Linked DNA regions of Pan troglodytes: region 2 is linked to region 1. Evidence: chromatin contacts called from public HiChIP or PLAC-seq data. All regions are on one chromosome and are shown on one strand. Each heading gives the region's core, a stretch centred on a gene start, on an enhancer-like site or on the middle of the called end of the contact. The rest is flanking DNA. Distances are from core to core; before and after follow the strand shown. Region 1 holds the start of N4BP2 (NEDD4 binding protein 2). Region 2 holds the start of CHRNA9 (cholinergic receptor nicotinic alpha 9 subunit).

Region 1 (7,163 bases), core at 1,037-3,536:
ACCTCCTCTCTACAAAAAATACAAAAATTAGCCGGGCGTAGTGGCTTTCGCCTCTAGTCCCAGCTACTCTAGGGGACGAGGTGGGAGGATGGCTTGAGCCCAGGAGGCAGACGTTGCAGTGAGCTGAGATAGTGCCACTGCACTCCAGCCTTGGCGATATGGCCAGACCTTGTCTCAAAAAAATAAATAAATAAGATGCAACTATGTAACAGTATTTAGATTTAAAATAAATTCCAAAAAAAAAAAACCATGCAACTACAGTGATAATATTTAGCTTCTACTGTGTACATACAAGATACTATGCCTACTTTAATATACTTTAATGAAGGAAAAAACATGCCTCTACCATAACTTAAGCCCACTTTTTCTATGAAATACAGTACTTCTATCTCCCCTTCAAATTAACTAAAGTCAACAAGTACACAAACTGGCATTCGTACGTACTGCGTGCTGATTTCAACTGCTTTATTCTTTATTGTTTTACAGGTTAGCCTTTTTTCATTAACTAAATTGTAGCCTCCTTGCAAAAGAGCAGCCATTTATTTCCTATTCTTCCCACCATGTCCACCACTACAGCCCCTCGCTCCTACCCCCCATCCTAGCACGGCACTTAAATAATAAAAGGTCCTGGCAGCGAAACTCAAAACTGTTTATTTCTGACCTTTAGCAGTAAACAATGTTAGAAAGGCAGATGGAACCACGTTTATCAAAACAGAGAACGCACGATGTTTACATTTCCTAAAGCGCGTCTTTTAGTTAAAATTAAAGGATGAGAGTTAAAACGAGTTACAAAAGACAGCTGGTGTTTGAAAGAAAAACACTGGAAGTAATAAAAACGGAGTGAAAAGGCTGATGTTGGGATTAAAAGAAAACATTTTTTTAATACAGCTGCAAATCAGTCATTGTTTTCTGAGAGGCTAGGTTCATCTCCAGGATTTTCTTCTAGGAGCTCAACCAATGGCCACCTTTACTGAGTTAACCAGTCTCCAGGCAAGCAGCCCTTGCTGATTGGCTCAAAGATGTCGAGTAGAAAAAGCAGCCAATCCTGCCTTCAAGCCAGAACTGTGCCATGGAGACATTACAACCACTGCATGGCGAGAATGTGTACAAACCTGTCCGTGCCACAAATATCAGATCCTAGTTACAAAGACTGCCGCCGAAAGGAAGAGCCTTTGAAGCCAACACTGACACTGACCTGTCATCTACATTCTATTACTCTAGCTCTCTTTCGGAGGGAAAAAAAAAAAACTATTTTAACCAAAAGCGCATGAGAGATAAACTGTGCCCCCGCTAAGATGACTCACTCTATTGAGGATGAATTTCCAAACGGACGGCTTAGAGAGAGTCCCGATGAGAGAGGGGCTCTAGAAGGGTCCCATTGAGGGACAAAGTTGCAGATGGGGGCAGGGGAGGCGGGACGAGGGCCAAAGACACACAAATGCCGGGGAGGGGAAAGTCTCCCCGCAGTCTCCAAAATCCGAACGTGTGAGTGGCTGTGTGTCTGGACTTGAACTGAGTAAATAAACGGCTCTGCTAGGACTATGTGCTCAGGAAGGTGGCCTGAAGTTCCCAGAAGGCTCCGCCTGGCAAACACCTAAGGCGCCTGGAGGGGCGCAAGGTCAGGTCCTGGCGGGAACAGATCTGGGAGGAAACCTCGGGGGGTCGAGAGGGGTGTGTCTGGGGCCTGGAGGCCCGCCAGGCACTCGGAGGCCAAGGAAGCGGCCGCGGCCCCCGCCTTCGCCCGGCCTCGGGCTGAGCGCCAGGGCCCGCCTCTCGCCGACGCCTCACTTCCCTTCCGTCCGGGCAGCCGGGCCCGCGGGTCAGTTCGGAGGCGGCCCGCGCCGGGCCCCACATTCAGGGCTTGGGGGTTCACTCGCCGCGCCGCCCGCCGCTGCTTCAGGCCCTCCGCTTCGGCTCGGAGCCCCGGGACCCCTAACCTCCAGGGCCCTCACCTTGGACCCGCCTCCCTGCCTCCCACCCGCCGCCTTTACCTGCTTCTGGAGCGGGCAGAGGGCGTCGAAGCCGGTGCCGCGTCGTCGAACGCACAACGCGGCGCCGCAGGTCCGCAGCCCTTTCCCGCCGGCGCCACTGCGCTCTCCCGCGCCGCGCAGGGCTAGCAAGCAGCTGCGGCCGCGGGGGAGACACGGCGAGCGCGCCCGGCGGGGAGACACTGCCGCTCTCCGTCCGGCCGGGGAAGAGCAGCCGCGCAGAAGCCCGCCGCGAGAGGGCGGGTGGGCGGCCGGGTGGGGAGGGGTCTCGAGGCGCCGGCAATGGCTGCCACGTCGCCCAGGTGGATCGCCGCCCACCGCGCCCCCCCCAAGCCCGCCGGCTGTCCGCCACGACCTCTGCTTCGTCCCTGAGCTCCGCCTCGGCGCGGCGGCCCGGGGGACTTGAGCCCGCGGGCGCTCCCACCTCTCCCGCTCCCGCTCTCCCTTTGGAGAGCAAGCCCTGCCCGGCCGGTTCGGCTGCTTCCGGTCGCCCACCCCCCAAGGCTCGCCCGAGAGCGGGCCGTGGTCCCCACTTTTCTTATCAGGGGGTCCCTGGAGGAGCAAGCCCTTCTTCGAGTGTCGGGTTCTGCCGGGGGGGAAGGCGGGAGCTGTTTGGCGCTGGGGAACATTGCAACAGGCCCGGAATTTTTGCCAAAATAAGCGGCGCGGTAAACCACAGCTGTTTCTAGCCCTCGGCACTCTCCCGAGCCCCAAAAAACAAAACAAACACAAGGTCGGCCTCGCGGGGTGAGGGGAGAGAGGAAAGCAGAGCTGGGACGAGCCCTGACGCGCGCGGGGTCCAGGCTGCAAGTTGGGAGGGACGGCGAGGCGAGCGACCGGCCTCGGCATTGCCTGACTAGGGCCGTGGCCGCTGCGGCGGGCACGGGAACCCGCCTTCTCGCGCGCGGCCCTCCCGCGGGGGGCTTCCAGGCGCGCGGCCTCGGAGCCCCACGGGGAGACAAAGGGGTAGGCGACTGCCACGGGGTGGAGGGAGGCCGCCCAGCCCCATCGGCCCTGCCAGCGTGCGGTCTGAGCTCGGGGAATGTGTGCGCCTTAGCCGGTGGAACCGCAGCCGCTGGCCTTTGCCCCCAGTTCGAGCTTGAGTTTTCGGGTGCCAAGAAAAAGCAAAGACGTACTCTTCCCTCTTGGAACCGCTGTAGTATGAGTCCGTCCCCAAGCCTGCACCATTTTTTTTCTCTCAACTCTGCTTTCCCTGGTTTATTTGTTCTGGGTTCTGATGTGAAATGTTTAGTGTTTTCAGGGTACGCAAATTTTTCACCTTTGCTTTCTGGTTGGTGGTGGTGGTGGTGATGGTAGTGGTGGTGGTTTTGCCTGTTTTTTACTTCCTCCGTCCCCTCCCTTTGCAATTACTTTTCATTCCACGTGCAGTGGTTTTTCCCAGAATAGAGAAGCGAAATAACCTCATGACAAAGTGTCCCTTTGCATCGAAGATACATTGTTGGTTGTTATGGCAGTTGTAAACAGAGTGTAAATTTAAACAGAGTGTAAATTTGGGGCAAGTGGTTTTTGTCGTTTAGGTCTAACTGGAACACTTATTCACAATGAGAACGTTGTAGTGCTTTTTCAAGAAACTAGTAATATATAAGGAGAGAACTCAAGAAGATAAATTTTCTGATGAAACCATCCATATAGAAAAATAGGGGAATTTTTCCTTTTGTATGAATTTTGTATTTAGAGGTCTCGAGTCCCAGTGTTAAATCACAGACTTCATGTTGATCCTTAAAAAAAAATCACTATACAAAAACCCCTTAATGCATTTATTAAATTTCAAAAACAAAAAATTGTAATAACCCAGAATCTCAAGAGATAAATAGCTGTTGCTGAGAAGCTAACATTAACTCTGCCTCTAAACAACCATTATAAGAGACTAAAAACTGTAATATATGCCACTTTAGAAATGAAAGAACCCTAGTAATTATAAACTTGAAAGATGTCGAGGAAATTAATATTTTGTTTTTGAAATATGTTCACCATGATAATAAAAACTAGCATTTAAATTATTTTCCTTTGAACATCTGTTAAGGATTCATCAAATCTTAAGTCAGAACAATAAGAAATAAACTCTTCTTAACATTGGAAAATATATTTCAAGCCACAAAGACAACACCCAAGCTGAATGTTTTTAAAGTTTGTTTACTATGGCAATAAGAAGAACATCAATACCATAAAGTTCTGAAAATGAGACTGGAATGAAGAACAAAGCAATCTTCACTCAACATTCGCAGTATCAGCCTTCGGTTGTGAATATTTATAAAGATTTCCTCCTTTCTTATTGGTTCAAATTCTAAGCCAATGGGAAAAGTACAACACGTCTTTTAAAGGGTGAAGCATCAATCAGCATTAGATTAGTATCTGGGATAAAGGTTTTGGTTATCATGCTAGTTCTCATTGAAATTCATGTCCCTTTAAATTTCTTTTTTTTGGGGGGCTGGGGGGGGGTGCGGTGACTAGAGTTGCTCTGTTGCCCATGCTGGAGTGCAGTGGCACAGTCTCAGCTCACTTCAACTTAACGCCTCCCGAGTTCAAGTGATTCTCGTGCCTCAGCCCCCCGAATAGCTGGAATTGCAGGCGTCTGCCACCAAACCCGGCCAATTTTTATATTTTTAATAGAGGAAGGGTTTCTCTGTGTTGTCCAGGCTGACCTCTAACTCCTGACCTCAGGTGAGCCTCCCACCTCGGCCTCTCAAAGTGCTGGAATTAAAGGCGTGAGCCACCACACCGGGCCGTGTCTCTTTAAATTTCAAAGAAGACATTTAAGAATAGGGCCTGGCACAGTGGCTCACGCCTGTAATCCCAGCACTTTGGGAGGCCGAGGCAGGTGGATGGGATCACGAGATCAGGAAATTGAGACCATCCTGGCCAATATAGTGAAACCCTGTCTCTACTAAAAATACAAAAAGTAGCTGGGCGTGGTGGCATACACCTATGGTCCCAGCTACTCGGGAGGCTGAGGCAAGAGAATCGCTTGAACTGGGGAGGCTGAGGTTGCAGTGGGCCGAGATTGCGGCACTGCACTCCAGCCTGGGCAACAGAGCAAGACTCCATCTCAAAAAAAGAAATATTGACTATCTTGTGGGTGCCACACTTGCTCACATTCTCTTCAGTCTTCCAGTTGGTTTTATTACAATTGGTCTTGTTAGAATTATGTGACAATATATCTAAAATGCCAGATAAATCTGAGGAATGGTAAAATGTCTACTACTTAATACGTTAAAATGAATCCTGGCATTTTAGATTAAAAACTTACCTTTAAGGAAAGACTAAAGTTTATATTTTGGGCCGGGCGCGGTGGCTCACGCCTGTAATCCCAGCACTTTGGGAGGCCGAGGCAGGTGGATCACGAGGTCAGGTGATGGAGACCATCCTGGCTAACACGGTGAAACCCCGTCTCTACTAAAAATACAAAAAATTAGCTGGGCGTGGTGGCGGGCGCCTGTAGTCCCAGCTACTCGGGAGGCTGAGGCAGGAGAATGGTGTGAATCCGGGAGGTGGAGCTTGCAGTGAGCCAAGATTGTGTCACTGCACTCCAGCCTGGGCGACAGAGCCAGACACCGTCTCAAAAAAAAAAAAAAAAAAAAAGTTTATATTTTGGGAAATGTCTTGGATTTTTGTAAAAAAAAAAAACTGCCAAGTCGTCAAAAGTAAACCTTTTATATTTACCTAAGTCCAACTTTGGTCTATGTAACAGCTAAATTCTAAACATGATTGTCTGTGTTTATGTTTAGACCATAGGTATGATTTCCTTCCAACCAAAAATATTAATAATCTGTGCCACCTTTGTATTCCTATACTTGGATTATGACTTGAAGCATTCCACTTATTCATGTGTTTATAATCTCCCTTACTAAGTCATCATTGCCTTGAAGTTTCCCATTCAGCCTTGTATTCCTCATTGTCAAACTCCCAGTCTTGTGCAATATAAACACTCCATGAATGTTTACTGAGTGAAAGAATAAGTGAGCATCACTCTATGACAAGACATATGGCAAATCAAGAAAATCTGTGTCAGGATTTTTTCCTCTTCTACATAATGGCTAATACACTGTTTTCATTCCCAACTAAGAATAGTATTGTTGACCAGGCGCAGTGGCTCACACCTGTAATCCCAGCACTTTGGGAGGCCAAGGCGGGCGGATCACGAGGTCAGGAGATGGAGACCAGCCTGGCTAACATGCTGAAACCCCGTTTCTACCAAATATACAAAAATTAGCTGAGTGTGGTGGCTCTTGCCTGTAGTCCCAGCTACTCAGGAGCCTGAGGCAGGAGAATGGCTTGAACCTGGGAGGTGGAGGTTGCAGTGAGCCAAGATCGTGCCATTGCACTCCAGCCTGGATGACAGAGTGAGACTCCATCTCAAAAAAAAAAGAATAGTATTGTTGCAAGAACTTTACTAAAAGAAAGTAGGACCAACATATGCTGGAATTATTGTGTTTTTCCATTTTAAATTTAGTGGAAACCGAATAGTAGATAATATTGCCATTATCTAAAGTAAATAAATATCAATGGGTTTTATCTTTATGTAAGATTTTACCACACTCAACCCAGGGTGCATCAAGCTCTGACCTTGGGAAAATTACTTAAACTCTCAAATACTCAGTTTTCTCATCTCTCAAATAGCATTCATAAAAGCTACATTCTGATTAATTAAAATAATAAATGTACATAAAAGAGGCTTAAATAGTAGTTATTACTCACAGATATTAGTGGACTCAATCATAAAGAAAATGTAATTTTCTTAGTGCAATTATTTATCTATAAAAGGTGCCATCCTGGACAACATGGGGAAACTCCATCTCTACAAGAAATACAAAAATTAGCTAGGTGTGGTGGCATGGACCTACAGTCTCAGCTACTTGGGAGGCTGAGGTGGGAGGATCACTTGAGCCCAGGAGGCAGAGGTTGCAGTGAGCTGAGATCGCGCTACTGCACTTCAGCCTAGACAACAAAGTGAGACATTGTCTCAAAAAAAGAGAAAAAAAAAAGGCAAGCATAAAGGCTGCTAAAATAATAATAAGGAAACAAATATCCTAAAGGAAGGAATAGGGTACTAAGAAAATCTACCAAAAGAAGATAACTTTCGCAGCCTGGACAACATGGTGAAACTCCATCTCTACAACAAATGCAAAAATTAGCTGGGCATGGTGGCATGTGCCT
Region 2 (6,164 bases), core at 191-2,690, 280 kb before region 1:
CCTGGCAACCTCTATGCCGTTTTCTGTCTCTACGGATTTACCTCTTTTGGACATTTTATATAAATGGCTGCATACAGTATGTAACCCCATCTTTCTTTAGATTATCTAAGACTGTTACAGTTAATGACCAGGATTAGGTAACGTTTCTTGAAATTAATTAGTTTTGTAGAAAGCTTCCTTTTCCCGACATTCTCTTCTCCCACCAGCTTGCTTAAGGAGCTATCATTCCCTCTCAAATTCCCAGTTAAGACATTCTCTTCAGAAAGCATGGTTGTTTATCCTCTAAGAATCATTCCACAGAGTCAGCACCATGTGTTACTCACCATATCCTTAATCTGAGAGAGCGTAATCTGCAGGGTCACATTCAGGACTTTATCTGTATCTTCCACTGGACGAAGAGCATTGGAATAATCTTCAAAAAGGTCATTAAACAACTTCTGAGCATATTTTCCATCTGCCGTCTCTGCAGCTACTCAACAAGAGGGATCTGGATTAACGTTCAGAGTGTTGTGTGTATTTCAAGACAAACAACACAAGACTGAGGTCTAAAATGGGGGATGGCCCAACACTGGCGAGGGACAAGCTTTGGGTGGGTGGATGAGTTGTTTTTCTGGCATGCCCTTCCAAGATCAGAGTCAGTAGGAAGCACAGAATACTTCCATGCGGTTGAATCATCTGTTTTGTCTTCCCTGTCCTGCCCCACCTCCCACCAAAGCAATAGCCCCAGATGAGACAAGATAGGTTACATGTCACCAGCCTCTCACCTCTCAGTCTGGAAGCAGCAAAGTAAATCCAGCAAAAGGAGATGCAGGAATGGGACCAGTTCATCTTTTTCCTGAGCCTCTATAATAAAGTCTCAGTCAGGCAGTGTGGTCTTCCACTTCCCCCTATGAATACAAAGGATCTGGGCACAAGGAGCCCACTCCGCTGCAGCCTTATGGTGGGAGAGCTCAGGCTTGCATTGCATGCAGGACCGAGATCCTGAGATCCAGGCCTGCCCTCCCTCCCCTCCGGTAATTTGAGACTGGCAGCTCCAGTGGCTGAGAAGCCGGGAACCCAGGGTGTGTTAGGTCCAACAGTGCTGTTGTGGGGGGCCATCTCAGTTGAGTGTCCCTAGCCACCCTCAGCAGAAACAACCAGACAGAAAAGGAGGTAGATGCAGGCAGCAGGGGTATGCCTGACACACCAGAGACTCCATCTAAGCAGAATGGGAGATTTCTACACCCACCATGAGCAGAGTCAGCCTGAATCCAGGGACTAAGGGAAGCCTAAAGACTGAGCCATGGGACGGCTGTCCAGAAAGACTCTACGTGCTTTTAGCAGCATTTGAAGAGGGAAAGAGACACGGTTCTATGATCTCCAGAATATATTGGCATTTTGGTTTTTTCTCTGCCTCAGCTTCTGATCCCTCCTGCAGCTGTCCCACTGGGCATGGATCTTGCATAGTAAATGTTTGTGAGTATATATGTGAGGGGGTGTGCTGGATGGGCGGATAATCACTCGCTTAAGAAGCAGCAACACTGTGAGTTGGATTTGGACTTGACCACCTGGGTTTGACTGCCAGCCAAACCCTGACGAGCTCTATTATTCTGTATAAGTCACCTAACCTCTCTGAGCCTTCCAGAACTACAGACTGGGGAAAATAATGTTTTCTCTCTCTAGAGCTACTGAGATAACTGTATGTGAAAGCACTTTCTAAATATCAGTAATTTTCATCTTTGATCAGCTTTGCATACCCAGAATTTCTATACTCACCAAGTCACCCAGGATTTACCAGCTCGAAAAAAAAAAAAGAAAAACTGGTTCAAAGGCTGACCAAATCAGCATGAGAATAATAACCAATGGTGATATTGCTAATGATGACACCCTTTGCTTTTGAATGCTACTTCATATAAAGTTTCAGTCATTTCTTGTATGTGATATAATTTTACTCCTATAAAAAAATGTCAATTTTCAATTGCTGCTTAGTCTGGAAACTCATGTCTGTCTCTCCTCTTGCCTGGGGAAACTGCTTTGGAAAACCATATTAAGATAATTTGGTTGCCTGGAATTGGAGCGAGGAAATTGGATAGCTCTGTTTCATCAGGTTACAGCCGCCTGATGAGTCACCCCATCCCTCTTCGGGAATGTATCCTCTGAGTGGAACAGACACTCAAGCCATCGGCAAAGTGTTTCTTAATTGCCTATCCCATTGTGTTGATTGTGAAGACATTATTTTTCTGACGCCCCTAGTCTGACTCATTCATCAAATGACACAATTCCGGGTGCCCACGCTCAGTCCTCCTTCAGCAAACCATCCACTCCAGAATCTCAGAGGCAGAAGGTACTTTTGAAATTGAGTTTAATGCCTCACTTCTATATGAGGAAACTGAGGCCCAGGGATGCAGAGTGGCTTCCCTCCAGCAGTGATCGGCCAGAGACAGGATCCAGGCCTTTAGGAGGCTTGGGAATGCACTTCCTTTCAGCCAAGGGCAGGTGGGACCTCGATCTGCCCCACAGGAGGGTGGGTAAAGGATGCTGACTCTCCACCGAGAACCATGCCAGAGACCCTCAACCTCTCCAGGAGGCTGGGCTCTTCACAGAGGAGTGCTGTCCTAGGTACTCAGAGCCATGACGCTTGCTAACCAATGCTTCAAAACTCACTGAAATGGCAGGAGATACCTCAGTGGGATGCCATCCCCAAGGACCTATTTCACTACTACTTTCTAAGTTTGCTGGATTTATCCTAGATATGTGTCTTGAAAAACAAACAAAAAAAACCCCTCAAAGCTCCTTTAAAAGACAGCTACATGAATTCCTTCACCTCGCACCAGAGTTTAGGATAAGGTTGGTAGTTAGGACGCAAAGTCATGCCAAAAGGGCTGCCCATGCCACCACTCTCCAAACATTTTAGGGTTTACTTCTGTCTTTGTTTTGTTCTTCTTCTTCCTCTTTTTTTTTTTTTTTTTTTTTTGAGATTGAGTCTTGCTCTGTTGCCCGGGCTGGAGTGCAGTGGCGCGATCTCAGCTCACTGCAACCTCCACGTCCTGGGTTCAAGCAATTCTGTGCCTCAGCCTCCCAAGTAGCTGGGATTACAGGCACCTGCCATCACGCCTGGCTTTTTTTTTTTTTTTTTTTTTTTGTATTTTTAGTAGAGATGGGGTTTCACCATCTTGGCCAGGCTGGTCTTGAACTCCTGACCTCGTGATTCACCTGCCTCAGCCTCCCAAAGTGCTGGGATTACAGGTGAGTCACCATGCCCAGCCACTTTGTATTCTTGATCAAAAGCAGTATAATGTAGAGTTTAAGAGCACAGACCCTGGAGTTGAACTGCTTGGATTCAAGTCCAACCCCACCACTTACTAGCGGTGTAAGCTCAGCCAGATTATTCGACCTCAGTTTCTTCATCTACAAAATGGGGACAATTATAAATAGTGCCTACCTCTTGGGGTTGTTTTGAGGACTGAATCAGTTAATGCATGTGGAACCCTAAAAATAGTGCTTGACCATAAAATTGCTGGATAAATGATCATTAAAGGGGAAAATGACATGCTAAGCATGTCATTTGTAGCTCAATGTCACTATTTGTTTATTTATATATATATTTATTTAATTTATTTATTTTTCCTCCCCTCTTCCTCTCCCCCTTCCATCTCTCTCACTCACCCAATCTCTCTCCCAACTTCTTGACAGACCTGGTTAGAGGATAATTGTTTTTTGTGACAAGCAATTTGTACTGTGGGTGGAAGAATATGAGTCCTACAATTTTCTTGTTGTCCTTTTTTATTGTGATGTTAATATTATTGTCAGTCCACCGTGGATTTATTTATTTACTTACTTATTTCTGCAGTAGTCTTTTTAATCCTCTTATCCATTTTGTGAGAGTTACACAATCTAACTCCGTCACAGAGATTGGCAAACTCTCTGCAAAGAGCTAGATAGTAAATATTTTCATCTTGGCAGGCCATATGGTCTCTGTACCAACTACTCTTCTCTGCCATTGTACTATGAAAGCAGCCTATAGCAAAATGAATGTGTGGCTGTGTTCCAATAAAACTTTATTTATGAAAATAGGTGGCAGGGCATAGTTTGTTGACCCCTGACATAGATAAACAGATCCATAAATCCACTTTGCTCATGAAAATTGCAATAGGAAACAGTGTTCCAGATGAAGAAGGGGCAAAGCCTGCAGGGAAAAGAGCTTGACGTGCGCAGATGCATGGCAGGGCCAGGGCTGACTCCTACTGCAGCTCAGCCAGTGAGACTCAAACTGCCTCCCAGCGGAGGCTCTGGGCATGGAAGAACCCTTTCTAATAAGGAGTCAGAAATGTAAGAGAACTGGAAAGAGTAGGAAGCAACCCTGTTGGATGTCTGGAGGCTGGGTAAGCCTCCTCACTTCCACAGGGTGACCGTGATAGTGTCGTGGATGAGGAATTAGAGTTTCCAGATATAGGTAATGGTGGGAACTGTAGCTACAGCCAGGCCAGGGGCTGGCAGAGTGAGCAGCAGGGGAATGGGTCAGAAGTTCAAGTGAGTCTCTCTGGGGTCCCCATGAATAAGGACAGGCCTGGAGGGCAGAACTCTGGCAGTTTCACTGAGAAGTATAGAGTCCCAGAACACAGTTTGTTTCTAGATTGCTAGAAATCTTAGCAACTCCCTTCCCCAGCTGTACTCAAATCCATTGGCCTGGGGGAGTGCAGGTTAGATCAGAACAAAAGCGATTCAGGAAGGGGAGGAAGGAGGACCTCTGGGCCAACAGGAACGTCGGCCCGGAGCTCATTATGGTGTGGGCACCAGAAGGTGATCACACTGGGCGTGGAGCCGATTCTCCTTTTGTGACTGCACATGCCTGTGTCTCACTCTTGTCCCACTGTGCTCTGGCTCTGTCAGTGGTGTGTAGTGGACTGGAAAACTCTTCTGAGTGAAACCCAGCAGGACAATCTCTCTTGGTGCTTCTGGGCATCGAGAAGGAAATGAACTTTCCTAACCTAACTTCAAACAGATCCAACTCCTGCGCGTCATCCTCGCTTCTTCTCTCTCAAACGCCATGTATTAGTCTACTTGGACTCCCACAACAAAATACCATAGACCAGGTGAATTAAAAACAGAAATTTATTTTCTCACAGTCCTGCCTCCGTGCCTAAGGACCAGCTCATCCAAGAATCAGCTGGAAGTCCAGACCAAGGTGTGGGCAGGGCTGGTTTCCCCCAAGGCCTTTCTTCTTGGCTTGCAGATGGCTGTCTTCTCCTTGTGTCCTTACAGGGTCTCCTCTGTGCATGTCTGGGTCCTAATCTCTTCTTCTCAGATCCCCATGAATAAGGACAGGCCTGGAGGGCAGGGCTCTGGCAACTTCCCTAAGAGATACAGAGTCCCAGAGTTCTGTTTGGTTTCTAGGTTGTGACCCTATTCCCCGATTGTACCCAAACCCGTTGTCTCCTCAGATGAAATTAGTCCCGCCCCAGTGACCTCACTTAACCTTAATTACCTCTTTAAAGACCATATCTCCAAATATGGTCACATTCTTCAGTACTGGGGGTTAGGACTTCAGTGTGTGAATTCTGTAGGATGCAATTCAACCTGGAACACCCCACATCCAATCTGTGAATGAATCCCAGCAGTTCCACCTTCACAACATATCAGGAACCCAGCCGCCTCTCCCCACCTTCCCTACTGTCTTCCTGGTCTAAGCCATTGCTGACTGCCATCTGCACCAACCACACTTGCCTCCTAGCAGCCAACGGTGCCCCTGAATTCCCTTCTCCAGGTAAGAGCCAGACGGTCATTTTATTTCATTTCATCTATTTTTTATTTCTATTTTAATTTTTTTAATTTAATTTTTTTTTTTTTTGAGACGGAGTCTCACTCTGTCACCCAGGCTGGAGTGCAGTGGCACAATCTCAGCTTACTGCCTCCCAGGTTCAAGCAATTCTCCTGCCTCAGCCTCCCAAGTAGCTGGGATTACAGGTGCCTGCCACCATGCCTGGCTAATTTTTGTATTTTTAGTAGAGACAGGGTTTCACCATGTTGGCCAAGCTGGTCACAAACTCCTGACCTCAGGCGATCCACCTGCCTCAGAGTCCCAAAGTGCTGGGATTACAGGCATGAGCCACCATGACCAGCCTATTTTTAAATAATTTATAAGATGGGGGTCTCACTGTGTTGCCCAGGTTGGGGTGCAGCAGCTA

The links. HiChIP or PLAC-seq counts read pairs in DNA pulled down with a chosen protein or histone mark.
Region 2: an H3K4me3 HiChIP or PLAC-seq map of stem cell-derived excitatory neurons shows a contact between it and region 1, with 4 times the contacts expected there. The contact joins the promoter of CHRNA9 here to the promoter of N4BP2 in region 1. A contact is called at or near these places in 2 of 7 Hi-C or Micro-C datasets (induced pluripotent stem cells and stem cell-derived neural progenitor cells), 1 of 1 datasets of contacts at active chromatin or transcription factors (stem cell-derived excitatory neurons) and 1 of 1 other capture datasets (stem cell-derived neural stem cells).

What each region holds. Positions count from the first base shown.
Region 1 is chr3:40,379,029-40,386,191 of NHGRI_mPanTro3-v2.0_pri, reverse strand. It overlaps N4BP2 (NEDD4 binding protein 2), which reads right to left and starts at 2,286. Exons shown (of 16, transcript XM_009447528.5): 1 at 1,992-2,286.
Region 2 is chr3:40,654,358-40,660,521 of NHGRI_mPanTro3-v2.0_pri, reverse strand. CHRNA9 (cholinergic receptor nicotinic alpha 9 subunit) reads right to left here and starts at 1,440. Exons shown (of 5, transcript XM_526778.7): 1 at 765-1,440; 2 at 324-469. The coding sequence starts at 828.